2 separate regions of the Anser cygnoides genome follow, and region 2 is linked to region 1. Evidence: chromatin contacts called from public Hi-C data. All regions are on one chromosome and are shown on one strand. Each heading gives the region's core, a stretch centred on a gene start, on an enhancer-like site or on the middle of the called end of the contact. The rest is flanking DNA. Distances are from core to core; before and after follow the strand shown.

Region 1 (4,328 bases), core at 786-3,285:
CACCTAACCATTATTTTCTTCTTTTTTTTTTTGTGCTTCTGCTAGTTTAGATTTTGGGTATTTGCAACAGCAATAGGCAGATCCTGGATAAGCTTGTGCATATTAAATATACATGCACTCAAAGGAAGGCTTTTCAGCATTTTAATGCTATGCCATACCATCTGAGCACGGTGATGTAATTCAGTAGGAAATAAAAATAAACTGAAACCATCCAGGAAAAGCAAGGAGCATTCCTCAGTTGCCTCAGCATGGTTCAATGAGGCCTTCATTTGCATCACCCCACACAAAACTAGCCCACGAATACCACTAGGTGCAAACACGAGTTTGCAACACTGCCCACATGGTGGGACCCCTCCAGCAGCTAACACCACTCTCATCAGTAAACTAAGTAATGGAGTGCATTATTGCAAGGAGTAATAAAGCTGCTTTACAGCACCTTGCCAAACCCGTTCTCTGACCTTAATTTGCTAGGGAAAGAACAGAGGTATACACACAGTGTTTAGAAGCACACATGTAGGTGAGGAATTGGAAACTTCATGCAATCTTCTTCCTATGGTTGACTCTTCCAAACAAAAAAAGAACAACTAACATATCCTAATCTAACATCCTAACTTCTGAAGATTTTGCCTATTAAACTAATGGATAATCAAGAATTCTGGGATGATTTGGGATCAGCATTAAAAACAAGCTAATGCTAACTAGCATTTTCACGCGATTCTAGTAAATTGGGACTTACCTTTGGACCTCTTGGACCAGGAGGTCCTTCTGGTCCTGGAAATCCAGGCAAACCTGGCTGTCCTTCCAAGCCCGGGAATCCCCTTTCACCCTACACAAAGAATGGGTGTGGGAAGATAATACAGCAAAAGTACAAGTAATATTAGAGATGTTCAGAAAACACACTTTGTCTGCTTTCAGTAGGAAGTTACCATACAGACAAACTCATTAACGTCATGATTAAACATCTCACCTGCTTAGCTACAGAAATTCCTGGACGTACACACGCATTGCATTTAATTGAGCCACTTAAACAGGTTTCATAGAATGATTAGCCACTATTTAAGCTACCTATTTACAGAAATAATTCAACAGTAGTTCTTCTGTGCTTCCCAAATACATAGAACCCTCCCATCTTCCTATAAAACCATGGCTTCGTTAGTCACCAAGTCTCTCCTAAAAACTCCGTTGTACTGCACTATGCATAAAAACTCCCTAAGGGTATAGATTACTGCTATACTATGACTGCTGTTCATTATCATTTCACAGATACAAGATTGCTATTTGTAACATAAAAGTAACTGAGATCCTGGTTGTGTACTGTCGGCTAAACACTGTGTAAAGACAGAATGTAAAGATGGTTCCAGCCCAAAGTGCTTATGATCTAAATCAAGAGACAACAAAGAAACATTTATCCCTTTTATCTGTCACCTCATGCTAAAACTATAAGCTCTTAATCAGCAACCATAGTTTGCTGAATATTTATGCAATGATAAATCACAACAGCTTATAAATATTACAACAAATATACCTGTACCACATACCATCACACAGCACCCTGTAACCTGTCAGTGTTGCGATACACTACTTTACTGCAGTTTCAGAGTGTTCATAGCTGCAAATTCAATAAATATTTACTTGTATTCCTTCTATACAATAGATTCATAAACACCAGCAAATATTAAGGTTTTGATAAGTACAGAATGGTTCAGAAATATCAGAATTAGGACACTTTTTTTCTGCATATAGATTATTGTACGCTTTTCAAATGTGTAAACCTATTTCCTACAGCTCTGTTATATCAACCAGTACACTGTTATATCAACCAGTACATAAAACAATGCTTACGAAACAGGCAATTGCTCAGCATTATTCCCTATTGCTCTACAGATCGTTTGGGTCCCACCTGCAAAACAACTTCTGTAGATTTGCCCCAATTATTTTTTTCACAACTACATGAACCACCAAAGAAAGAGGCCTGTGCCTGGATTTGTTCCATCCTGACAAGCACCTTAATCATACAGTTAGGGCTGTGCATTCTTTTCTGTATTCTCTGTTCATCTTGAATTTTTATCTTCTTGTGCGGCTTCGGCAAGAATGGGAGTAGTAGCTCCCACATCTATTACCTGGCAGTCTACCAGCTATGACATTCTCTAGGGAACCAGGAGGCCCTGCCTAGATCCTCAGTCAAGGGAAGGAACTGAAGCAGGAATCTCTTATCTTCAAGAAGACAACGTCAGCAGAGAACTGAAAACTGGGGTTTGCAAGCAGACAGAAGCATCCAAATGCAGCCTTGAACACAATAAGCAAAAGCCAACATTATGGCTTTGCTTATCTCCCCTCTATTTTCCATGGTAGCTCCACACTGAACATGATTTCAGATACTCAGCAAGATAATAGCACTAGGTTTCATTCTTAAATCCCAATTTTCTCAGTGTGCTACTTGGGTAGGTGCTCTGTATTTCACTGCAGGGGACAGGAAACTACCAGTTGTGTTCAACACAAGATGTCAGGAACCCCTCCAAAATCAGAGAAAACTAACACGGCCTCTCTTCCTCACAGCTTTTCCAGTAATTGCTACACTGCTTTGGATGACAACCTAAAGGCTGTGAGCAAGCCTGAGCTGCAGCCTTAGCTCTAGACAGTGAGATTCAGAAAGACTCCTTGGATAGGGATGGACAGCTCATTAACTGGTCTGCTAAAGCTGGCTTCCTAGTAATTAGGAGGTAAACACGCTCCTCGGTTACTCTAGGTCATATACTGCTCTCCTGTACAAGGCAGACATCTTTTCTCTCCTGGGGAAATGTTGATTGCAAAATAAATTGAGGCTAGCTTAAGTCTGACAACTGGAGTCCAGACTGTCTTTTTGCACACGAGATGCCAGGCTCTGCTTCTGTGTGCAGCTCTACAGCCAGTATGCTGCCTCATCTGAAAAGCAAGACTGGAGGAGTGTTATTATCCTGGGCCAGGATATGAAAGGGTTAGTGTGCCCCCAAAGGAGACAGAATAAGGAATTTGGGAGTGCCCAGTAAAGAAAACATCAGACAGAGCCAGACTTCGGAGCAAGCTCTGGCAAGAACTGTGCTTGCACACTAAGGAAACACTTGCATACAAGAGGTGTGTCAGATGGATCAGGTACTAGCTAGGCTACGCTGTGCCTATTAATCTCAACTTGCTCACACTTCCCCTTTATTTATTTTAGAGAAAGTAACATCTGCAAATGGATACTAGAACTGACTTTCAGCAGAGGGGTGGCCTTGTGTCATCTGCTGCTGAAGAACTGTTCTCTAAAATGCAACTACCCTGACGTCTCCGCTGCAAGCTGTTGCAGAGCTGGGAAACCAAGACCTTTAAAAGTGAAAGAGGGAAACATACAAGGCCAAACAATTACACAAAAGAAACACAGGAGGCAACAGATGCACTATTGAAACTACAAAATGAGCATTTTCCAGGCCCACTTTGAAGGTGAACAGCTACAATGTGAGCATTACGTGACGAAACTGTTGCCAGAGCAACTCCAGGGGAGTTTCCAGCAAATTACCCTGAGAGTGACGAGAAGATTTGAAGGACTAGACCCAGGAACAAATGAGGGATTGCACCAAATGCTTCCTGAAGAAACTCTATCCAGCTAGTTATAAAGGAAATATTTGCACTATAACCACTATCTTTGATCAAAAAAACTGATTGGATAAGTAAAGGTAGGGAAGTTAGGGGGAGAAACTAACCTGATCCAGCTCTCTGGAACACAGATTTTTTTTTTTTTTGAACTATCTTCTATTCGATGTTGCATAGAAGCATCCCATAACTGAGAACAGTTTTTAGACACAGCTCTTTTTTCCAGACTTTCCTATTGCACACCTTGTATATACTGTACTGTTTTCATCAAGATTCAGATGTTACAATGCTGAATTTGCCACAGAAAAATGCTTGCTGCCTTGCAAACACACATTGAAAGAGAAAAGATATTTCAAATTTTTCACTGAAATGACAAAGGCAATGAAAGGATCCTATATTGTTAGGAGTGAGCTTCACGTCCCTGGGTAGCATGCAATATATTTTCTTACAGATACAAAAACTGACAGATTTGCCAGCCAGTTCTACTTGCACAGGAAACTGAGAAACTCTGGATATTTTCTGGTTTGGACTTGAAGCTACTGAAGAAAAACATATACAGGAAAGGTTTAGGTCAACTCAGATCTCATCTCCTAGTCCTGAAGGTACAGGATTCTTTTAATAGCAGAATAAAGATTTCTCAGCTATAAACCATCATTACCTTGGGGAATGAGCAAGGAGTCAGATTCAGATCTCAGACGAATCCAAAGTCATCCCAGTGC
Region 2 (4,328 bases), core at 673-3,172, 150 kb before region 1:
GCGGGCGGGGCCGGACGTGCGCCGCTCCAGGGACCCGCCGCTTCCGCCCGCGCGGGAACCCGGGGGCCGCGGGTTCGAGGCCCGGCCCCGCTGCGAGGCTGAGAAAGGCGCCGGGCGAGCGCCGCGGAGCTCGGCGCCTGCCCCGGCGGTGGGCTTGGGGCACTCGTGTGTGCCCACGGGTTTATTCCTGGGGGTTTACCCAGGCTGCGGGCTTTGTGTAGGGCTCGGGAGCCCTGAAGGGTGCGCCACTTCTCTCTACGGAGGCCTAAGGGCACGCTGCTCGGCTTCCCGGCAATTCCTAGCATCCCGTTCGCTTTTCTGACTCCTGCTGAACGCGGAGCACGACCCCAGGATTTTCTCCAGAGCCCTAATGGTCACCTCCGAGCCCCCGGTTTTATACGTGAGGCTGGCACCAGGAAACGTGACTGCACTGCTTTACGCCCACCCGCAGGAACTGACCTCCGGGGAAGGATCTCCCTGCCCAGAGCCATTTGGAGCACACCGTGTATTTATAGTAGGCCAGGGGTGCCAACACTGAGCTGACCTCAATGCTGTTTGTAAAGGTTTTTGGAGAAAATACTAGTCATGTGTGAAGGTGGCTGAGTAGAAATCCTCAGCGAGTCCAAGCACCTTGGCTTCCACTGCACTTTTCTCAAAATAAAGGTCTAACCAGAGCTGCACTTTGCACCATTATTCTTCCTCAGCTCTTTCTCAGGCCCAAGTGAAGCTATTAGTCATAATTTCATTCATTCGTGTGTTCTCCCCTATAGCTACAAGCACTATCCTCAGCATAGCATCCCTAGTTAACAAGGTAATGCGAGAGAAGACACTAAGCCAAAATACTGCGCAGCTGCTCCCCCAGCAGTGCCCTCAGCCATGGGTGCACACAAAGAGAGCAGCCCACTCACTGCAGATCTGCTTTACCTCTGAATCTGCCTTCAGCACGTTTAAGCCTCAGAAACACAAAGGCATCCAGAGCGCAGCAGTGGAAAAGAAACAAGAACTTGCACCTGCAGTTCTGCTTTTCAGTACTAGCAAAACCAAACACTTTAAGCTAATAGTTAATCTGTAGATTTGAGTTGTTTCATTCTCTAAGAAACCAACCCTCTCTGTATTTTTTCATCTATTTGTTGTCATGTTCTGCTCTCCGTGTTCTTCCTTAAAAACACTCTACAGTGAGAAGAAAATGCTACAGGCACAGAACATCTAACGTATTACTGCTCGATGCCACAGTGCCGATACACTATCTGTGTTCTCGATATAGCCACAGGTACAAAGCACCCAGCTCCACGGGACTCCACAGTATTGCCTTTCTGTTCCGCACAGTTTGACTCTACACACGATGCAGTGTAACTGTGGGATGCTAACGCAAGGTATCTCCTGCTCTGTCCTCCAACACGAGAGCACTCCCAGCCAGTTCCCTGGTGCCAGCTCTGCAGGCACCTGTTACACCTGTTCAAGGGCACAGCAGAGCACATTTGCTACAGCAGCTGTTTTAAAGAAGAGTTCAAGGGCAAAGCAATTCAAAGTTGCTTGCTTTAAAACCTGAAGGTGATAAACAGAGGTATGTATACATTAGCATCAGGGAATTTTATACTTGCTCTTTGTGATTCCTCACTTGTAAACTTAAAATTCACAACTTCTTAACTAAGTGTAAGAGACTCTGTTTCCTTCACACAGATTCCACTTAACAGCTGCTATTTTCTTCTTAGATCTGCAGGGAGTGGTTTCACATGAACTTTTCCTGTGTCAGTGCCAACTTAAGCAGTCCCTTTGTTTTACTGGCATACCTGTTTACGGTATGGCTCAGGACACTTGGCCATTATTTCTCCTGTGTGATTTTTCAGGCAGATCCGTTCACCACTCGAGTTCAGTGTGTGACTCCAAGACACAGAGGGCGGAAGAAGAACAGCAACAGCAAACGTTGAAAGAGAAGCATGGGATGGATCTACTTCAGGCAATCTAAGCCTCAGTCGCGGTCAAGATTTTCTCTAACTGTCACTGGAACAGCTGCAAACAAGTCAAGAAACACTTTGTACAAAAAATTTGTATAGGAAGTGTTTTTTGGTTTTCTTTTTTCATAAGTCTATGTTTGTACTATATATGTATATTAGTTTGTTTAAGATGCTAGTTTAAAAACATCTATTCTTCATGAGTTTAGGACCAAATTACACTCTTTTTGCCCAGTTACATTCGAGTGGCATGGAGATTATATGTATATAATGCCATCTGACCACCAAAAAAGAGTTGTTTTTTACAAATGGGTTTATTAAACGTGTTTTTCTCTGGATTATTATGTGCCTTTGTTGTTACCTGCTCTTTGTCCTCAAGTACTTAAACCTGATTGTTCTGAGAAGTGCCTGCAATTATTTCAAATATTCGGACAGGTTATGTAACAACATGCATATATACTGCTGTATCATGCCAAACTCCCAAAATAAGATAATTCGATGTATTCTGTTTGGCAAAACACTGAGACATAAACACCCCTATTAAAATCACAAGGAAGCAAAGTCATTCAGAATGCAGTATGTTTTTGACAGAACTATACAGCATGCAATAGAACGGAAGTTTCTGCATAACTTTCCTGAAAATTCCTGTTTCAGAGACTGTACCAACAGTGAAACAGACCTAAGTCCTACAGAGATCACAAAGAGAGACTGTATCTCAAATGGCTTACAGTCACGGCTAACGCAGCAAGCAGCTCCACCAAACATGTGGCTGACAGGTAAAAAGAGGATGTAAAGCTGATGCAAGCATGCTTTTGCAAAGACCGGTCATGTATACAGCAGAACCCACTCCTATGTAGCAACTATGCTATGAAGGTTGGACCCTGTCATTGGTAGTAATAAAAACAAACAAACTTCCCTAACAACATTTCTAGTATGAAATGAAGTGCCAAGCAGACACTGTGTCAGTTGCATTTTGACAGCATAGTCAGCAACACCTGACTAGTTCCTATGAGCAGTTAAAGTAGCTTATGAGAGCAGGAACTGAATGGCAGCCTCAGTATTTTAAATCAAGCCAAGGTTACAAGCAAAACCATTTTAGTTGCTTGAGTTTGATATCTTACAATGACTGGCCCTTGGGCAAGAAAAGAGAAACCAACCCAGCAGTGTTATGGTGTTGATAAAGCGCATGTTGGTAATCAGCCAATTAGTTGACTCCCTTATTTAGGACAGTCTGGTGGAGATGGTATTATTCACATTGGTCTGTTTGAAAACAGTCTACAGAGGAGCATAGGAGAATGGCATTTCTTCCTTCTGCTTCTAAAATAACAGTTGTCTGTTTATTGTGAAGACTGAAAAGCAGTTCAAGTACAGAATAGCCTGGAGCACAACAGGACTTAAATGGCACTATTGTGGCCCTCCATTATAATTAATTTGGTGATCCTTTTCATGCTTCTTGTAACATTAATGTTAGTGTTGTGAAGCAGCACTGACCTTGTCCTGGGAGAATTAGTCTGGACCTCAGATGGCCTCTCTGCAGTGCCTGGCAGCAATGTGAAATAATTCCTCAATATTTTTATGCAGAAAAAGAAAGTGAGTTTGGGTTCTTCAGCATCTTCCAGAGTTGTGAAAATATTCAGGAGGTCTTACATGCTATGCTACAAGTAGATAATGATAATGATGTGCTCTATATGTTAATTTGTGAATGCAATTTCATTTACTGGCAAATAACCAGGTGGAAATCGCACACGTTATTTACTTACTTGTTAGCAAGTTGCACTTACTTTCACAGATAGCTTGGCCAAACATACCTTATATTGTGTTTGGAAGACTGGATGTAAAAATGGGTCAATGTATAAGCACTTTGTCCTTGATTTCCTACATATTTTAGATCTCTTCATGCTTCTGCTATGTGTATCTTTTTTTTTTTTCCATGTGGGAGTGACTTTTCCCCAGCCTGCTGTGCCGGCCGGGAGCCGGCAGGGGGGAGAATGCACCAAGATCCAGCGCTCCCATAGCAGGGACTGAGCCAGGCACTTGCAAAAAAGAAACTTGCTGGTTTGCTGGAGCAAGTTGAGTCGTAAGGCCGTCCAGTTAAATTTGCATAATGCAGTATACAATAGGGAAAGACCTGAAGAGACTCAAGAGACCTGCAATTACTTACTAAAGATTATGTGCAGCTGACTGTGAAGAAATCGTATACTGAAGGTGATAAACACTGGGAATGGAAAGATGCATCTGTGATCGGACTGCTGGGGAGAGGACTGAGAGTTTGGGTCAGGGCATGTGAGGCTGTGCCCTTTAGTAGACTGAATCACATCCAGGAGTGTCAGCTGTATACTAATTTGTCATTGCTGTGTAGGAGTTGTATCACTAAGA

What was found. Hi-C and Micro-C count contacts between places; a contact is called where the count stands out from the background.
Region 2: a Hi-C map of liver shows a contact between it and region 1, with 2.0 times the contacts expected there. The contact joins the promoter of NXT2 here to the enhancer-like site in region 1. A contact is called at or near these places in 4 of 7 Hi-C or Micro-C datasets (granulosa cells and liver).

Annotation. Positions count from the first base shown.
Region 1 is chr13:3,248,823-3,253,150 of Taihu_goose_T2T_genome, reverse strand. COL4A5 (collagen type IV alpha 5 chain) reads right to left here. Exons shown (of 51, transcript XM_048070762.2): 3 at 737-826. Among named protein-coding and RNA genes, the nearest start is that of COL4A6, 31 kb to the right of the region's middle. Within about 2 kb of position 2,035, at least 1 of the 3 cell types and tissues checked has open chromatin away from gene starts, as enhancers often do.
Region 2 is chr13:3,400,213-3,404,540 of Taihu_goose_T2T_genome, reverse strand. NXT2 (nuclear transport factor 2 like export factor 2) reads right to left here and starts at 1,922. Exons shown (of 4, transcript XM_013185215.3): 1 at 1,791-1,922. The coding sequence starts at 1,823.